Regions from separate parts of the Rattus norvegicus genome. Here region 1 is linked to region 2. A link is a contact called in public Hi-C data. All regions are on one chromosome and are shown on one strand. Each heading gives the region's core, a stretch centred on a gene start, on an enhancer-like site or on the middle of the called end of the contact. The rest is flanking DNA. Distances are from core to core; before and after follow the strand shown. Region 1 overlaps Rab1a (RAB1A, member RAS oncogene family). Region 2 has its middle 31 kb from the start of Actr2.

The links. Hi-C and Micro-C count contacts between places; a contact is called where the count stands out from the background.
Region 1: a contact with region 2 is called in a Hi-C map of liver, with 5 times the contacts expected there. The contact joins two enhancer-like sites. A contact is called at or near these places in 9 of 12 Hi-C or Micro-C datasets (the A7r5 cell line, the Rat2 cell line, Schwann cells and 5 more) and 1 of 1 datasets of contacts at active chromatin or transcription factors (oligodendrocytes).

Annotation. Positions count from the first base shown.
Region 1 is chr14:98,641,713-98,646,143 of GRCr8, forward strand. All of the region lies in intron 3 of Rab1a (RAB1A, member RAS oncogene family), which reads left to right. Among named protein-coding and RNA genes, the nearest start is that of Rab1a, 20 kb to the left of the region's middle. Within about 2 kb of position 2,804, at least 2 of the 93 cell types and tissues checked have an H3K27ac peak or open chromatin away from gene starts, as enhancers often do. A contact at or near this core is called in liver, where this site is marked.
Region 2 is chr14:98,563,836-98,568,049 of GRCr8, forward strand. No RefSeq gene overlaps it. Among named protein-coding and RNA genes, the nearest start is that of Actr2, 31 kb to the left of the region's middle. Within about 2 kb of position 2,551, at least 23 of the 93 cell types and tissues checked have an H3K27ac peak or open chromatin away from gene starts, as enhancers often do. A contact at or near this core is called in liver, where this site is marked.

The DNA of each region.
Region 1 (4,431 bases), core at 1,554-4,053, 78 kb after region 2:
AGACCAAAAAGCATTTCCCAGGCTTAACTTTTCTTATTGATAAACATCTATTTCGAGGATTGAACCCGAGGTCTCCCATATGCTAAGTCTGCACTGTTCACATGGAGCTACAGCTCACGTCCTCTTTGTTGAAATTTGTTTGTAAGGCAGACTCTACTTAATTAAGTCAGCCTTTTCTCCTACTAAGTCAGAAGTCTGAGCTCCTCGTCTCACAGTGTTACTTGGCATCTTCTGGGTGTCTCCTCCTGTGCTGAGTGGTACCACATGTTAGAAGGAACCTAGGGGAGCCTCTTTGCTTTAAAGGCGACTGTTTCGTTCTGTGAGTGTTTCTCCTTTTTTAAGGTCCTATATTCCAACTGTAGAAACAGAGTTTTATTGGAAGGAAACTCTTAAATATGCGTGTTTTACTCTCAGACAAAAAGGATGCTCAGAGAATCGTTTGTTTAGGAGAACCAAGATGGAGAACCAGCGCTCTCCATCTTCAACCTGTGTTCCCTTGCTATCTTCAGTACCTTGTCTGTCCTCACTCCCACTCCAGTCGAATGCTTCTATGTCTTGAGCATGAGTCTAGGAACTGCCAACAGGTTAAGAAGGAAAAAGTGGGGGCTGGGGATTTAGCTCAGTGGTAGAGTGCTTACCTAGGAAGCGCAAGGCCCTGGGTTCGGTCCCTAGCTCCAAAAAAAAGAACCCCAAAAAAAAAAAAGAAGGAAAAAGTGATGATGGGCCAGTATGACAGCCCAGCAGGTGCTTGGTGAGTTACGGACGGCCTGAGTCCGACTCCCAGGACCTGTGTGGACCTGTGTGGAGAGAAGGGACTTCCTGCAAGTTCTCCTTTGACCTCTGTGTGGCAAGGGTGTTCACAATATGAGTATCATCACACACACAGAGACACAGACACACAGACATGCGAGTGTGCACGCGCACAGTTAATAGGAGTTTTTGTTTGTTTAAGTAGGGTTTTAATTTCAGAAGTTAGTGTGTTGTAGAGCAGGCTTAGTGTAAAGGAACACTGAAGACTGACCATTGCTCTTTTCATGGAAATGGATTTTGCTCTGTGCTGAAGTCCTGAATTTTGAGTCAAAGTTATTATTTTGATTTTGATATTTCTTTCTTTTCTTTTTCTCTTGGGTTTTTGAGGCAGGGTTTCTCTGTGTAGCCTTGGCTGTTTTGGAACTCTGTAGGTCAGGCTGGCCTCCAACTCGGAGATCTGCTTGCGTCTGCCTCCCAAGTGCTGGGGTTATGGGGGTATGCCAAGCTTTTTGATGTTGACTTAGAAAAATAACAAGTTTGCTCAGCTCCACCCCTCGTACTGTCTCCTGGCTTACTAATTTATGAGGTAGTTTTGAGAATTACATGGCTCTTGCTATGTGTGTCCCTTTCTGATCTTGGAGACAGGTCAGTGGGCTCTGGGGTATGCTATTGTATGATACGCTATGTGACACAATATTGTAGAGGACCCATCCAAGCCTAGGTATCAGTAGAATATGTGGTCATCAATCTCTACAGGATTTGTGTATTTTAAAATATTTTAATTTTGTTACTTCCTTTGTCTGGAAAGGATCTTGCAGTTTACTCTCTGTAACAGGAGTTTTTAACAGGAATTTTCTTTCCTTATCTGGTGTTGTTACATAAACATATTTAGGAAATTCACCATTTTCAAAAGCAGGTACTTTTAGTTTACTGGCTCTAGCTCTCCATTCTTTATATTGGGCTGGAGTCAGTGTCCTTTAACTTTTGTAGAATTCCTCTGCAGTTTGAAGCTGTGTGAATCAAGTTAATTACTTTTCTTTTGGCATCGAACTTTCATGTCTTGCATTTTCAAGTACCTTTTATAAAAGGGTTCCCTAAAATATAGTACAGTACAGTATGTGAGACAAACTTTTCTGAATTTCTTAAAAATTTTCTTCCTTTGGGTGTGGAGAAGTGGCTCAGTGCACTGGGGGTTCAGTGCTGCACACACCATAATTTCAGCCCCATGAAGTCCGATGCCTTCTTGCCTCTGTGGCCGACAGGCATGTACTTAGTGTACAGATATACGTGCAGGCAAAACACTCATACATAAAAATAAAATTTCTCGGGGTTGGGAATTTAGCTCAGTGGTAGAGCGCTTGCCTAGTAAGCACAAGGCCCTGAGTTCGGTCCCCAGCTCCGAAAAAAAGAAAAATGAAAAAAAATAAAATAAAATTTCTCTCTTGGTCTTCGTGGACTTCATGCTTATTGTTAATCTACTAAAGAATAAAAAAGGAATGCATGAGTTTACATTCACTGTTACATTAAGCACCTTCCCTAGCAGTCTGTATTGTTTTTTTTTTTTTTTTTTCGGAGCTGGGGACCGAACCCAGGGCCTTGCACTTCCTAGGCAAGCGCTCTTACCACTGAGCTAAATCCCCAACCCCTGTCTGTATTGTTAAGATTTAGGTTTGCTTGTCTTTAATTTGGGGCGTGTGTAGAAAGGGCTGCAGATATGGTCCAGTAGTACTTGTGACTTCGAGGACCTGAGTTCACCTGTGAAGACGCTGTAGGTGGGGACCCACCTGTCTGTAATCCATGGAAGGCAGAGAGTGGGTTACAGGAGCACGGGACAGCTTTGTCAGCCATTCAGTCAGCTCTGGGCTCAGTGAGTAAGGTGGAGTGTAATCCAGGAAGGCCTTAGGTCCCTACATATACATGCCATATATACACACAAAAAGAAAATGTTATAAGAATGTAAATGCAAAATTGTACGTCTAGCCCACTGCATGTCAGCTTGTCAGGCCGTGTGCTTTCTTCCAAGTGCTCTAAGTCTGTCCCTTCATGTTTTATGCTCTGTCATGATGGCCAGGTCTCCCTGAGCTGGGTTGGAAGACTCCAGAGGGAAAAGTGAAATGAAGCCAGTATTGATTTTATTTTGGATTTTAGATAAGTAGCTGCTCACCTTGAATATTATTTGCTTTCATTTTCTTTTCTCCCTCTCTTTACCATTTAACAGACCTGACTCTTCTGAAAACTGCTTTGTAGACTAAGCTGGCCCTGAACTCACAGATCTACCTGCTTCTGCCTCCCAAGTGTTAGGATTAAAGGTGTGTGCCACCACACCTGGCTGCTTTCTGTTTCATCTGGAAGTTTCCTTTGTTAATGTTTAAAGGCTTTGGGGGTGTTTTGAGACAGACTTACTATGTAGCCTTGGCTGGCTTTGAATTTGTTGTAATCATCCTGCTTCTGCGCCCTCACTGCTGCTGGGACTACAGTTATGCACCACTATGCCCAATTTTACAAAAAAAAAAAAAAAAAGACTTACTATAATTAATATGCATCTACATTTTATTATCTGTTTCACCATTATATTTAACAGAATTATCATTAATATTATATATCTAGTTTTCACATTTCCCCAAATGTAGTTTTTGTGTGTGTGTATGCGTGCACATGTGCATCTAAATGATAAGGTATCCTAATGTGTTACACATTTTTGTCTTTAAAAACATAATTAATAATTGTCAGCCAGGCATGATGGTGGACACCTTTAATTTCAGCACAGGGGAGGAATTACAGAGGCAGAGGCAGAGGCAGATTTCTGAGTTGGAGGATGGCCTGATCTACAACATTCCAGGACAGGCAGGACTACACAGAAACCCTATTTTGAAAACCAAAATCAAAATAAAAATTTAAAAGGCCCTATTAATATTACCATGTGTGTGGGACTTCTGTGCCATGGCACATCTGTGGTGGTCAGAGGATTTTTATTTTTAAAAGAGGGTCTCAAACTATATAACCGTAGTTGGCCTAGAACTTGCTGTATATAGAAAAGGCTAGTCTTGAACCCACAGAGCTCCACCTGCCTTTGTTGCCTCAGTGCAGGGACTATAGGCAGTCCCCATACTTGACCTGAGGATACCTTCTTATAGTTTCTTCCTTCTGTCATGGGTTCCAGGGATCAACCTCAGGTTGTCAGGTTTGCATAGCTCTTGCTGGCCAATCTTATCTGTCTTTTCTCATTAAAAGGTATTTTTATTAAGCATATGTGTATATGAATGCATGTGCCTGAAGAAACCAGAGGCATTGGATGCCTTTGAAGCTAGAGTTAGTTACAAGCATTAATCTGGGTACTGGGAATTGAACTCAGGTTCTCTGGAAGACCAATATATCCTCTTAACAGTTGAACCTTCCCTCCATGCTCTTCTCCACTTAGAAGAAATGAGCTTCATTTCAAAGGTGTTAAGGAACATTCTCCTTACATTATTTCTGCTCAGACTGAGATAGCGCCTCCTTGTTACCCTAGGGCGTGGCAGAGCCTGGTCTGTGACAAGTGGCTGCAGCCAAGAAGTAAGCTGTGGCTCTGGACTCTAGTTTTACTGACGGCCTAGCCTAGCCTAGCATAGCTTATATTCTCAAAGAATTTAGAATTTTGGCATCAGTACTACCTGCTAAACCGTAGGCATTATCTTCTCTTCT
Region 2 (4,214 bases), core at 1,301-3,800:
GTAAATAAAACCATTTGACTTTTTTCCTTTTTTTTTTTTAAGATTTATTCATTTATTATATATAAGTACACTGTAGCTGTCCTCAGACACACCAGAAGAGGGCATCAGATCTCCTTACAGATGGTTATGAGCCACCATGTGGTTGCTGGGAATTGAACTCAGGACCTCTGGAAGAGCAGTCGGGTGCTCTTAACCGCTGAGCCATCTCTCCAGCCCGACTTTTTTCCTTTTTTGAAGTTCAGCCTGGCTAGGAACTCACTATGTAGCTCAGGCTGTCCTTCGACATTTGGGAATCCTCCTGCCTTAGCCTCTCAAATGGCGGGATTCTAGGTATGTCTTTTAATTTATGTGTCTGCATCTGTGTGCGTACACAGGCCACAGGTACCCCTAGAGGCGAGAAGATGGTTTTGGAATCCCAGAGCTGGAGTTCCAGGCAGGTGTGCCCTACTCAGTGCAGTGGCTGAGGACCAGTCTCCAGGTCTTTGCAAGAATTCCTGTATTAATATATGGTTCGCTGGGCGGAGGCATGGCTCGGAAGTCAGGAGAGCTTGTTACTCTTACAGAGGAACAGAGTTTGGTTCTGAGCACTTGCGTTGGGACACCTAATGTTGACAATTTTTCTGGGCTCTGCCCAACAGCTACCTAGCTTGTGTAGCTACCTGCCAGGTACAAGCCAACCTGGCCTATAAGAACTGTTTGACCTCCCTCCTTTCCCCCCTCCCCTTTTCCTCTCCCCCTCCCCTCCCCCCCTCCCCTCTCCCTTCTCTTCGATATGTGTTCCTGGCCAGTCTCTTCCTCTCTCCCCTCTCCTTCAGTCCTTCTCTGTCTCCGTCTGTGCCTCTACCCCTTCTCCAAGTCCCCCTCCCTTTCTGCCAATAAACCTTCTTCATACTAGGTCTGTCACGTGGCTTGGTTGTTCAGGGGGACACCTTAGCCAGCCAGGTCCACTAAGGTACTCCGTCCTGCCACATTATATTATGATACCTACAATGACTTGTAAATCTAGCTCCTGGGGTCTATGTTCTCTGACCTCCAAGGGCACCAACACATACACGTAAATCTTAAACAAAAAAAAGTTTGAAGGGGCTGGAGAGATGGCTCAGCGGTTAAGAGCACCCAACTGCTCTTCCAGAGGTCATGAGTTCAATTCCCAGCAACCACATGGTGGCTCACAACCATCTGTAAAGAGATCTGATGCCCTCTTCTGGTGTATCTGAAGACAGCTACAGTGTACTTAGATATATAATAAATAAAATTAAAAAAAAAAAAGAACACCTTATTTAAAAAAAAAAGTTTGAAGATTTTTTTAAAGGGATTTATTACAATATACAATTTAGGAAATGGCACAGGTTATGTTAAGCCAAAGAGGCACAATACAAGAGAGCACACTGTTGACTCTACCGATATGATACTCAAGAACAGGGTAAGCTCATCTCTGCTGATAGAAGTCAGGGTGAAGGCAGCTGGCTGGGGCGACGTGCTCCTGTAATCCCAGTGCTTGAGAGGCTGAGACAGAAGAATTCAGTTCAAGATCAGCCTGGGCTAGTTAATGAACACAAAGCCCACTCAAGGGTACACATTGAGAACTTGACTCAAACAAATAGACACAGTAGCCAGAACAGTGAGTGAATATAGAAGCAAGAGAGAGGTCTCGAGACTACTAGAACACCCTGTATTTTAATTTGGATGATTTCGTTTGTAGTTTGTAATGTTTACACCTTTCCAAAGTGTCATTTAGAGATCTAGTTAAAGTTTCTATATTTCATTACCAATCGTTTATTACGATCATTCCACTAGGAGAGTGAGAACACAATTTATAGAACAGTTTGTGTTCTCTCAGCTTTCCATGGGATGCCTTTTCATCCTGTGATAACATGAGCTGGCATTATTTACAGAGGGTGCCTTACTTGTAAGAACACTGTTCTGAGCCTAAATCTGACAGAAACATTACGAAGTGAAGTGTGACAATGTGGTGCTTTGGATGAGAGTGGGCCCAGTTGGTAGAACTGTTTGGGAAGGATTAGGAAGTACGGCTTGGTTGGAAGAGGTGTGTCACTGGGGGCGGGGCTTTGAGCTTTCTTTTTTTTTTTTTTTTTTTTTTCCGGAGCTGGGGACCGAACCCAGGGCCTTGCGCTTCCTAGGCAAGCGCTCTACCACTGAGCTAAATCCCCAACCCCTGGCTTTGAGCTTTCAAAAGTGTCCTATCATTCCTGGAGTGCTCTCTGTGTCTTGTTTGTGGTTCAGGATGTGATCTCTCAGCTGTTCCTGCTGTTGCCATGCCTTTGCTCCATCATCATGGGGTATAGTCCTTTGAAACTGTAAGCTCAATTAAAATTTTTTATCTGCTGCTTTGGTCGTGGTGTTTTGTTACGATAATAGAAAGGTAACCAAGACGTATGTAGCATAACTCTCTGTCTTTGCTGCCTGTGCCTGCAGTTTCTACAGCTTAGTTTCTTGGGTGTCTACCAGAATTGGCCAGCAGAGGGCAGGGTTGTACAGCACCTGAAAGTGGAGACTTCCGGGAATCCAGACTTTCGTTTTCCAGCGGCTTCTGCAAAAGAGAAGTAACAGTACTTACTTGAACCACAGGGCATCCTCCCTGGTGGGGTGACAGAGTCAAAGGGCAAAATGCTTTCGTTTTGGGTTCCAGCTATGTCGTTACTGCCCTCATGTGAGGACCGTTGCCCTCTGCCCTGTCATCACTCTTAACTGTGATGGTCACAACATAAAACGAAACCTTCTCTACCTTCTTCTTCCTTCCACAACTCAGTGACCCTCCAGCACGTTGCTTTCACCTTTCAGGCCCTCTGCCCAGAGCCTGCTGCCCTCTCTGCCCTGCCAGGCTCTCTTCACCACTGTCTCTTTATGCAGCCCAGAAACAATGTGTCCCTTCAGGAAATTACTTTTGCAAGGGCCTTGAACCCCTTTGCAGACCAGGTCTCACTTGTAGTGTGTTAGCGATCTCCCACTGTCCTTGGGATGAAGTTTAAAGCCCACTGTGAGCCCCTAAGGCTCTGTATAATCTACCTGTGGGTTGGGAGCTCCCCTGTCTCCGTTCTATACAACAGCCTTCAACCCCTGCCTGTTAAGCAGGCAGGGTCTCATGTAGCCAGTGCTGGCCTTGAACTAGCTGTGTGGCTGCAAGATGACCTTGAGCTCCTGATCCTCTGACCTCTACCTCCCAGGTGCTGTGGTAATAAGCACGTCCACACCTAGCACTCCAGTCTTCTGACTATTCCCTCCTCCAGTAACTCATTTCCAACCACGGAATTATTTCATTGCTACTTCATAACTGCATTTTTTCTACTGTTATGAACCATAAAGTAACTATTTTGGAGAGAGAGGTTTGCCAAAGGGGCTTGACCTACAGGCTGAAAAACACTGGTTTAAGTCCACTTACAGTGGCACCCTCTTCCCTAACAGAACGCTTCTTTCTTTCCATGTATAATTTAGAGCATTCCCCGCCTCTGACTACTTGATTATTTAATAAGTGCCTCCTACTTGGGATTGTGCATTTTAATTAACACCAGCTGAGACTGTATCTGATTATTCGTTCTTCTTTTTATGTAATTAGTACCAAGCATCTGCTCGGTAATATAGACCTTAAATATAGACCTTGACGCCATCAAGGCAAGAGTCAGGTATGGTCTTTTTTGTTGCTTTATTTAAAGCGAACTGAATGGCCTGAACCTCTGACCTTCCCATTGCATCTCACTAGGATATGTGCCTGTTCTGGGTCTTCTCCAATGTCCAGTGAGTGGACTGATACAGAAGCGTTCGGGACCAGCAACCAAGTCAGGAAACTGCCTCAGGTGTGACCCGGTGCAAAACACTTCATTTTCCAGCTTCACCCTTTCTATCTCTAAAACGTGAGACTAATATTGCATAACTAATACTACATACATGATTTCACAGATATGTGTGTGCCCATGTGTATACAACTCGAGTGTCCTTAAATACGTCAAAGATATATCCTTAAAACTTCTCGGTTGGGGGGATTTAGCTCAGTGGGTTGGGGATTTAGCTCAGTGGTAGAGCGCTTGCCTGGCAAGTGCAAGGCCCTGGGTTCGGTCCCCAGCTCCGAAAAAAAAAAAAAAAAAAAAGAAAAGAAAAGAAAAAAGAAAAAAAAAAGAAAAAAAAAACTCAGCAGGTTGTGGGCCAATCAAGGTCGTATAGAAAGATTCTGTCTCAAACAACAATAAAAAAAACCAAAA